2 separate regions of the Rattus norvegicus genome follow, and region 1 is linked to region 2. Evidence: chromatin contacts called from public Hi-C data. All regions are on one chromosome and are shown on one strand. Each heading gives the region's core, a stretch centred on a gene start, on an enhancer-like site or on the middle of the called end of the contact. The rest is flanking DNA. Distances are from core to core; before and after follow the strand shown.

Region 1 (4,864 bases), core at 1,693-4,192, 44 kb before region 2:
TCTTGCATACCGTTAGCTCACTACCCTCATCCTAATGGCTTTCACAATGTCCTGCAACTCTCTCAAAATAACAGCTGCTCATTAAAATTTTCTATTATTAATTATTTTCTTAGCATATCATTTTATTTTTTAATATTTAAAATACTTTTATTAATTATTTAAGAATTTGACATACGCACATAATACATTTTGAGCATATTCACCTCCACTCTTTCCCAACTTCATATCCACATTTTTTTAAATTCTAGAAACTTTATTATCAAAAAATTACAAATAAATAAAAATATCACATAACAAAATTAGCAGACAAAGTATAGGAGGCATTTGGAATAGGAGCTATGGAACGTCACGTTGAACTTTGATATTTTATTAGGACTTTTGAGGAATGGGAGCTTTCTAAGTATGGTATGCCTTTCCCCCTTTAAATAACTCACTGAGTCCAATTTCTGCTTCTCATATACTCATCACGGGTATGAGGCCACCCACGGGAGTGTGTGTGAGCTAATGATTAGGAGCCCACAGACCTAGAGAAAACTGACTTTCCCGCCTCCAGAAGGCATCCGTTGTCAATAGCTCCTCAGGCAGGGGTGGAGCTTACACCCTGTCACCCTCAATGCGGGGACCAGCAACCTTCATGCTGACAGGTTTAGGGCAAGGAGCCACAGTGGTGGGTGCAGCAGCTCTGTCGTAGCCAGACAACTTCCTCTACGTGCCCACCCACCTTTGCTTCCTGCCATCTTTCTGTCCCCCTTTTCCAAATGTTCCCTATGCCTGGGGTGGAGTGGACACAACACAGTCAGCCTCCCTGTGGCTGCTTCTTGTCATTCTGTACTGACATGTTTCCTCACAATAGTGAGGCATGGGCAAAGACTATTCTTAGTGACAGTTAACACACAGAGTCAGTTCAGACGGAAATCAAAAGCATATGTGAGATGGGCAATCTTTAAAGCTCCCAGTATTAAGGGTAGAGGGTAAACACCCGATTATGTGTCCATCTGCCAATTTCCTCTAGCTACCTGTTGGTCATCTCTATATTAATATAACATGATGGTGTCATAAGTCCCATAATGAGATATAGAATCTGAAGGGAAAACTTAATATCTATTACCTTGGTTTTTTAAAGTGTCCATTGAAGTCTGAGTAACATTTCTAAGGCAGGAAAATGACACACGGTCACTGGCCAAAATGCTTTCCAGAGCCTATAAGAAACAGTGAAGGATTCTAGTGATTATGCAGCAATAATTTAGCTTTACACATACACCTGTATCTCTGCTACCCCACACTGCAGCCACACAAATGAGAATTCGAGTCACATTTAAAGTAGTCTGGGACTGAGCCTATGCCCAGACAGAGAGCGAGTAACTACAGGGTGGTTGCTGGGTCACAGAATAGCCACACGACATAACAAGGGCAGTCTGAACTGGCCTCTATCTGGAGTGGTTGCTGGCATGCCGGATATGAAGCTGCTACCTCATTACCATCTGCCGCGATGACCGTGGCAGGCTGCCACGCCCGCCATGCTAGACACAGTCCACACTCTGTCCTCAACAATCACAACCAGTCCAGATGCTTAACCGTCTTCAGTTACAGGCTCTAAAATATCTCGTCACACCTGAGGCAGCGACCAGTCAGGAACAGTTAAAGTTTGTATTTATCCTTTCATATCCTTTTGGATTTTAACTGATGAGACGAGGAGTTTAAAACCCCAAGTCTAAGTTGGCTGTGGTAAGACACAGGACTCCCAGCACTTGGGAGGTAGAGGCAGGATGATCTCTGTGAGTTCCAGGAAGGCAGAGCTACACAGAAAAACCATCTACAAACAGATAAATAAAAGATAACTATCAGTCTCATAACACAATGACGTCTCTATCTGAGAGGTCTAAATGAGCAAATGACTCACACGACTGCCAGTCCTACAATGAGGCAGCTATCGATAGCACAGAAGGAAACTGACAAACAGACCCGCCGCTGTCCTTCCAACAGGGCAGGCCACTGGGTGAGTGCACTCTCTCCCCTCACTGGATTCAGTCTCTCAAGGTCTTCATTCTCTGCCTTTCCTCTGGTGTTATGAGGCAATAGGCCATTGTGACTCTTCTAGCATTTAAAAAAGAAAATCCATCTTTCATGTACGATTCGGTGGTGTGGCAAGGGGAAGGAGGAAGAGAATCTTCCCAGCTCTGCTGGTCTGTGGTGCATGGTGAGGGTAGTGATGGCACGAGAGAGAACACTCAGCGTAAGGCCTTCCCCATGACTTGCTAAACTCTCAGATGTTAGTTACACTGTCGGCACAACGCCATGTTCAATAACTGAGATTTTTGTCCTGAGGAAGAGAAGGCCAATTAGCAGTCAGTGGAATAGAAAATTAGAGTGAAAATCCCAGGCTTTTTTGCTCTGTAATAAAACAATAAAGCACTTTGTTTGTTTCCTTTTTGAGACAGGGTTTCTCTGTGTAGCCCTGGCTGTCTTGGAACTCAGTCTGTAAAACGGGCTGGTCTTGAACTCACAGAGATCTGCCTGCCTCTGCCTCCTGAGTGCTAAGATTAAAGGCGTGCGCCATTACTGCCCAGCTAATAAAGTATTTTTTAAAAATGGCTCCAACAGAAACCACTCCTCACTGGTTTCTCCCACAGACACAGTGACACAATACTATGCACACTGGCCTTTGCCCTTGGTTCCTGGCTCATAGCTCCTGTGGTTTCTAACAATAATTTCCTGAGTGACAGGTGCTAAAGAATGTTTCTCCTGTTGACCCCAGCTCCTGGAAGAAGGGTGCTAAAACCCCTGTGGACACAGAAACTGGGAGAATGTTCCCTTGTAACATTTCGTGTTCCTGATACAGAACTCCTGAGACCTCTGCAGCTTCGTAGCAGAGAACACAAACATCTCCTGTTTTAGTGAGGCAGTTCCTAGTACAGTCACAAGATGGGGCTGGTTACCATGGCAACCAGCCAGGCGCTTAGAGAATTCCAAATTTTAGCCCCATTCCCGGCCTCCAGGGAGGAACACTGAAGGGTAAGCTGACCATTAACAGTCAGTGGTGCGATCATTCCAAGTTCCAAAGCCTCCATAAACTCCTGCAGGAATAGAGGCTTTGGGACTTCAGGGAGCTAAGGCTTTGTAGCATGCCGAGACTCCTGGAGAGACAGGGAGGCTGCACACAGGTCTGCAGAGGCACTGCCCCGTGCACCTAGCTGGCTGTCAGGAGTCTTTAGTATCTGTTTCAACATGTATGTAACAAGAACTTGCCTGAGTCTGTGAGCCACCTACCAAACATAACTCACAGTTGGTCAGAAGCCTAACAGCCTACTGGTGGCGGCTGGCATTTAAAAGTCAGGGGACGTTTCATGGACTGAGTCCTTCAGGTCAGTAAAGTCAAAACTGACCTGAATCTCAACACCGAGCCTGGCGTACTGGGGAGGGTGGGGCTGTGTGCCTGGGTCTCTCCTCAGGACAAGTGAGCTAGGAGAATCGATGCACAACTAACACAGCTGCAAAGCTCAGCCCAGCAATCCCACTGTCAGCTGCACATTCGGTAGAGACCGGCATCGTGTGCTGGGAAACAAGGAAAACCACACACTGTGGTTGACTAAAAAACTGGTTTGACCGCAGGAGAGTGAGCATGAGTTGCAGTGTGCACACTAAAGGGCTACAGCTCAGCTCCACTCAGCATGGGCACTCACAGAAACACTAAAACAAGTCACAGAACACAGCAGACAACATGTCTCCAACTGTAGAAAACTGAGAACACACCAAGACGCTTCTGAGTGTTACACAGAAATGAAGTGTTAGCAAGAAACACAGTTATCAGGGATGGGAGGTGGGCTGGGACGGAGGAGGGGCAGCTGGGCTCTTCAGAGGTCTTGGAAGCTTCCATTTCCTGAGGCAGTAGTCACACACCTGTGCCTATGTTGTTATCACGGTTTCCGCTACTCCGGATTTATGTATGTGTGTGTATAGAACACATGCAGTCACATATACAGTAACATTACTTAAGATTTTTAAAAAAGAGAAACAACAGGTACTCACTCCTACGTGGGACTATGAAAATAAAATGTTTCTCAGGATTGAGTGACATCGGTTTCTCAGCAGGAAAATTCTCTACTACACACTTACTTGTTTCTTGGTTGCAGGATACTTAATGTCAAGAATCAACTCCTTTATTTCCGCTTCAAATGAATCTAAAATGAGGAAATGAGACTGCAATGTTGTTTATCCTAGAAAGGCGTTTCCACGGAAGACAAGCTGTCTGCCTTCTCTGTCATCCTACAGGGGTCACAGCCCCGCAATCCCCACCGCATCATTTTCTTGAGCAGTGAGAACCCCTAGATGCACACGTCCTCCTCCCCAAGCACGGAGAGAAACGCGACCCCCCCTCATCCTGCAAAGGCTGTGTGCGGACAGTGGGGTTCCTGGAGGCACTCACAGTGAGCCGTGCTGTCCCGTGATTTGATTAGCGGCACCTACCCGGCCTAGGGGACTTTGCTCTCAGCAGGGCGGCCAGCTTCTTCACTAAGTGCAGGTCCTTGGCTCTTTCACTCTTCTTGTCACTGAAGTAATAAACACAACTTATTACAGAATGAGGATCTGGGTTCCTTCTAATCCTCACGCAATCCAACTTGTCTCTTGTCTCTTGTTTCCTATTTAACTCTAAAGGAATCATCTAGTGACCAAACAAATCACCAAATGCTAAACAGAAAACGAACAAGGAAACAAAAAAGCCTGAGGTCAAGGACCAGGCAAGCCGTGCACAGGGGAGTCAAGCACACACGGCGGCTCTTACCTCAGTGCTAAGTGGAAAGGCACGTTCACCACCTTCACACTTGCAGACACAGGGTCAACAAGGCAGATCTGGTAAGTCTGAGGT
Region 2 (4,497 bases), core at 1,424-3,923:
AGGAAAACTATTACAGTCATAATCCACACTTGGCTTTTAATTAAAAACGTACTCTCAGTTTCAAGGCCATATTTTAAGGCTCAAAAGTCACAATAAGTCCTGAGGTACCACATGGACAGTGCAGAGATAGTGACGACACACAATGCTATGTTTGAGAATAAGAGGTTGGAGCAAAGGTTTGCTGTGAGGAGCTGACATTTAAGCTGACACTCAAAAGACGTGAGTAGCACACAGAAATCTGTAAACAACATCCCAGGCCCAGTTAACAGCAAGAGCAAAAGCCTCAGGTTCGAGTAAGCGTGGCTGGGTCTGCATTCCAGCCTTCAAGAGGCTGGACGGGAGAACAGGTTCTAGGACAGCTACCCAGTGCTTGAGTGTGACTCTGTCTCAAAGCCAATGGGCAGAGAGGCAGAAAAGGAAGCAGCAGGAAGTAGACCTCAAGGGTCTTAGAACCCTCACAGGAATTTAGATTTTAAAAGACATTTAGTGTGTGTGTGTGTGTGTGTGTGTGTGTGTGTGTGTGCACTCACCAACACATGCCTGTGCCATGGTGTATGTGCAGGGGTGAGGGGCTTGCAGGAGTCAGTGCCCTCCTTCCATCATATGGGCTCTTCAGATCAAACCTGGGTAGTCGGGCTTGCAAGTAAGTACTATTACCTGCTGAGCTTTCTCACTGGTCCAGAATTATTGATTTTTTTTTTTTTTGGTTCTTTTTTTCAGAGCTGGGGACCGAACCCAGGGCCTTGCACTTCCTAGGCAAGCGCTCTGCCACTGAGCCAAATCCCCAACCCCCAGAATTATTGATTTTTAAGTTAAAGTACAATAAGAACCAGTATGGATTATAAGGAGGAGAATGTGAGAAAATACAAATACACACACACACACACACACACACACACACACACACACCCTAAAGTTTACCAGGACTATTGTTGAAAGCTAATTAGAAGAAGCTAAGAGGGGCCCAGAAGTAGGCCCAGGCTGAGACACGGTGGCCTGGACTGGGATGGTGGCCAACAGTACAGAGATGGGATCCTCTTCTCCACATCCCGTTTCTCACCCCACATCAGTTGTCCTTCACAACCTTCTTCACTATCCGCCTTCCGATTCCTCCAACGCCCTACACCCACACTTCTGGCCACTGTGCCACTAAAAACAGTGCTAGGGTCCCAGTCACTGTCATCTTCCCCACACCAGTGGGCGCTTTCTTAGTCCTATCTGACCTCTGTCACATTTTCAAAACTTCTGACCACCCCTTAGCGGGATCATATCCTCTCCTTCAGCTTCCAAAACATTTCCGTCACCTGGCTTCTCTCTGCTACTCTCTTCCACCTTTCCAAGAACCTTTATCAGACTCTCCAACTTTAGTCTCTAAGGTTATATCTTCTGTAGCAAGTTCAAAACACAATATTTAGCAATCCTATAGACTGAAACCACACTTCACACTTTAAATGAATTAACTAATGAATGTCCTGACTCCCGATGCCATAGCAAGTGTTGGATGTCTCTACTGTGCGAGTTTTACCTGCTCACTTGGACAAACCACAAGCATTTCAGATATGGCTGTCTTTCTCTCTCAACACACATGCCTGCTAAGCCATGTAGCATGTTAGGGCACCCTCGTTCACGTGCGATATTACCAGGGAATCACAGGTCCAACAAGACGGAAACTACCAAATTTAAGTGGCATGTAGCAGCAATGACTGGAACAGACTATTCATTCCTAATTTGATATTTTCAGTCATTTTTCAGACAGACCCAAGCTGACCTTGAGTGTGAGGCCGAATCTTCCTAGTGCCCTGCAATAGCTTCTAAATTGTGAAAGGGAGAGGATTTTTATTACTGGGTTTTATATCACCACTTTGCTATAGTACGAAGTAGCAAAGCTAAGGAGCAAAAATGGTTTTCATATTAAAAATAAAAAAAGCAGCACAAGGTACCCTCTTTCAAAAGGAGAAACAAAGGCGCATATAATAAATCCTCAGGTAATATACAGCATCTAATAACCCAGCCTTGGGATTTATACTCCTGAAGAAGGGCTTGTTAACATTCTTTGATGGTAATAACAGGTGCTGTTTCTCACCTCAATAAACGCCAATTAACTTTCTTAGACCATGTGGCTGTAATTTTTAGAACCTACCCTGGCTTCTCTTCACCTCCTAAGAGGTTACTTTTCTTATTTGGGAGTTTACTCACCACCTTAAAAAGCCCTTCACTTGCCAATCGGCCATTTATTCCGTCAATCCGAATGACAGAAGAGTGATGGAAGAGGGTGGGGATGCTAAGCAGAGCAAAGGCCACAGTCCCAGGGATGGAGTGGGATGGGAGTTGGGGACAAGCACAGGGTAGAGGACTGACATTAGGCAGGGACTGGGGCAGGGGATGCGATCCCGGAGCAGGTGGTGGGCAGAGGGAGAAGACGTGAAGCTGGAACTGGGAAGGAGGGGGTGGGGAACGGTGACAGACAGGCGACAGGACGCGAGACGCAGAAAGCTGAGGCTGAGAGAGACGGGACGCCGAGGGGAAGCTTTCGGCCGCGTCCCGGTCGCCTGGACACTTACTGGGGTCCCTTCTCAGGGCTCCGGGGGTCTCCTCCCGCAGCTGAGGGAATAGGAAGTCGCGCGCGGACTGCAGGTCCTGAAAGGAGCAGAACTGGACGATGGAGCAGGCCATGGCTGCAGGGACCCCGCCTCGCCGGGCTCGTGGTCCCTAGCCACGCCCGGCCCACTCTACCCTACGGCTGACAGCACCGAGACCCGAAAGCTTCAGCCACCCGGGGGGCGGGGACGCCAGACCGGAAGCTGTCAGCACTCCCCGCGGGGCGAGGGTGATGCGCATGCGTAGCCCGCCCCGAAGCTGCGCGTGCGCAGGCCGAGCGGGAGCGGAGGGAGGGTGCAGTCCGGGACATGTGACTCGCGGTGCTGTGGCCGAGAGTCAGACGTGGCGCCTGGCTGCTCTCTTAGGTCCTCGCCCTTACGCGAGCTTGTCCAGTCATTCTGGCCTTCCTCCAAAGGTGATCTAATTGGACTTTGCGGGGGCCATCGAGTCACCCAAACAATCTTGTTGGTGCGCTTCTACGGACACGACCTAGATAGTTCACTGAGGAGGCTGTTTAAGCTGAGTGTGGGCAGGTGCCTGCGAAAATATAGGTGCCTTGAGAATTTCGTATATATTTTTTTTAATGTGCACGACTATTCTCAGCATGCAATATACAACTGAACCTCTCCCCCAACCCCAACCACCCCTCCAAAAAGTCTGCCGCGCCATACCTGTAACCCTCCTTCCTACCTCAGAAGTCTGAGGCAGGTGGATTTCAGGCTGTTGAAGCCACTAACGTGGGCTGCAGTGTGTGTGAGACAGTGTCTTAAGTAACAAAGCTCTGGAAAGCAGCTCCATAAGGGGTCGTATTAATTCCTCCTATTAATTGCCAGGGCACTGTGAGAGCCCGATGTATTAGTATGACTTGCGCTGTATTGGATCATGCGTTTTAATCATCCATTTGCTTTTTCATCCGTTGGTTCAACTGCCCAACAAATATCGGTTAGTGTTTTCTGTACCAGCCACACTCTAAGTACAGGGCTTCAGGACAAAAGAGGACACGCCCCCACAGAACTAAAAAGCTAGTGACTACCACAGGCCAAGTGAAGCAATTACTCAGCTAACTAAAATTGAAAGAATGCTAGGGGAGAAAGAACAACACTGATGGCAGAACGTAACCAGGATGGCTGACCGGATACTTTTCCTTACTTTTTCTTTTTTAATCAGGAAATCACCGTTTTTACTCTTGGAGGACTGGGGTTCTGTTTAACCCCTTATATACCTGATCTTTAGGATGGAATCAAGTCGAGTCCTTGATACATATTTGCTGAAGTATATACACATAAATTAACCTGAGTCTTTCAATTGGATTTGAAAGTACATTTCCATACCTTGTCTCATTAGACTGTCACAAATGTCTTCAAAGAGTCTTGATTCTTTGATTGCTTGAGATAAGGACTATATAGCCCAAGTTAGCCTCAAACTTTCAATCCCCCTCAATGTCCAAGCACTGGGATTATATGTGTGTACTACACCATGATGAACTTCAAAAAAAAGTGTTATCCTAATTTTGTAAATGAAAAAAAAATTGCTCTTTCTCTGATGAAGCTCTTGAAGCCCATTTAACCTACTTTCTAATGTAAATAAAAACAAAAAGGCGGGCTGGAGAAATGACTCAGTGGTTAAGAGCACTGGCTGCTCTTCCAGAAGTCCTGAGTTCAAATTCTAGCAACCACAGGGTGGCTCACAACCATCTGATGCCCTCTTCTGGTGTGTCCGAAGACAGCAAACTCATATATAAAATAAAACTTAAAAAAAACAATAGGCAAAACGGATATTGGTTTCAGTGTTTATGCTAAAGCCTGTGGGTATTCATTTCCTAAAGGAAACAGGTGGGATCCAGTTTCTATTAGGCAGAGGATATTACAGGAATAATTTTTTTTCCCTAGAACTGAGGAC

The links. A called contact is a pair of places that touch in the nucleus more often than the background predicts.
Region 1: a contact with region 2 is called in a Hi-C map of hepatocytes, with 2.1 times the contacts expected there. The contact joins the enhancer-like site here to the promoter of Rab3gap2 in region 2. A contact is called at or near these places in 3 of 12 Hi-C or Micro-C datasets (the A7r5 cell line, Schwann cells and hepatocytes) and 1 of 1 datasets of contacts at active chromatin or transcription factors (oligodendrocytes).

Annotation. Positions count from the first base shown.
Region 1 is chr13:99,331,674-99,336,537 of GRCr8, reverse strand. It overlaps Rab3gap2 (RAB3 GTPase activating non-catalytic protein subunit 2), which reads right to left. Exons shown (of 35, transcript NM_001040154.3): 15 at 4,781-4,864; 16 at 4,465-4,547; 17 at 4,114-4,178; 18 at 1,109-1,199. Among named protein-coding and RNA genes, the nearest start is that of Mir664-2, 9.5 kb to the right of the region's middle. Within about 2 kb of position 2,942, at least 34 of the 93 cell types and tissues checked have an H3K27ac peak or open chromatin away from gene starts, as enhancers often do. A contact at or near this core is called in Schwann cells and hepatocytes, where this site is marked.
Region 2 is chr13:99,287,288-99,291,784 of GRCr8, reverse strand. Rab3gap2 (RAB3 GTPase activating non-catalytic protein subunit 2) reads right to left here and starts at 2,673. Exons shown (of 35, transcript NM_001040154.3): 1 at 2,562-2,673. The coding sequence starts at 2,673.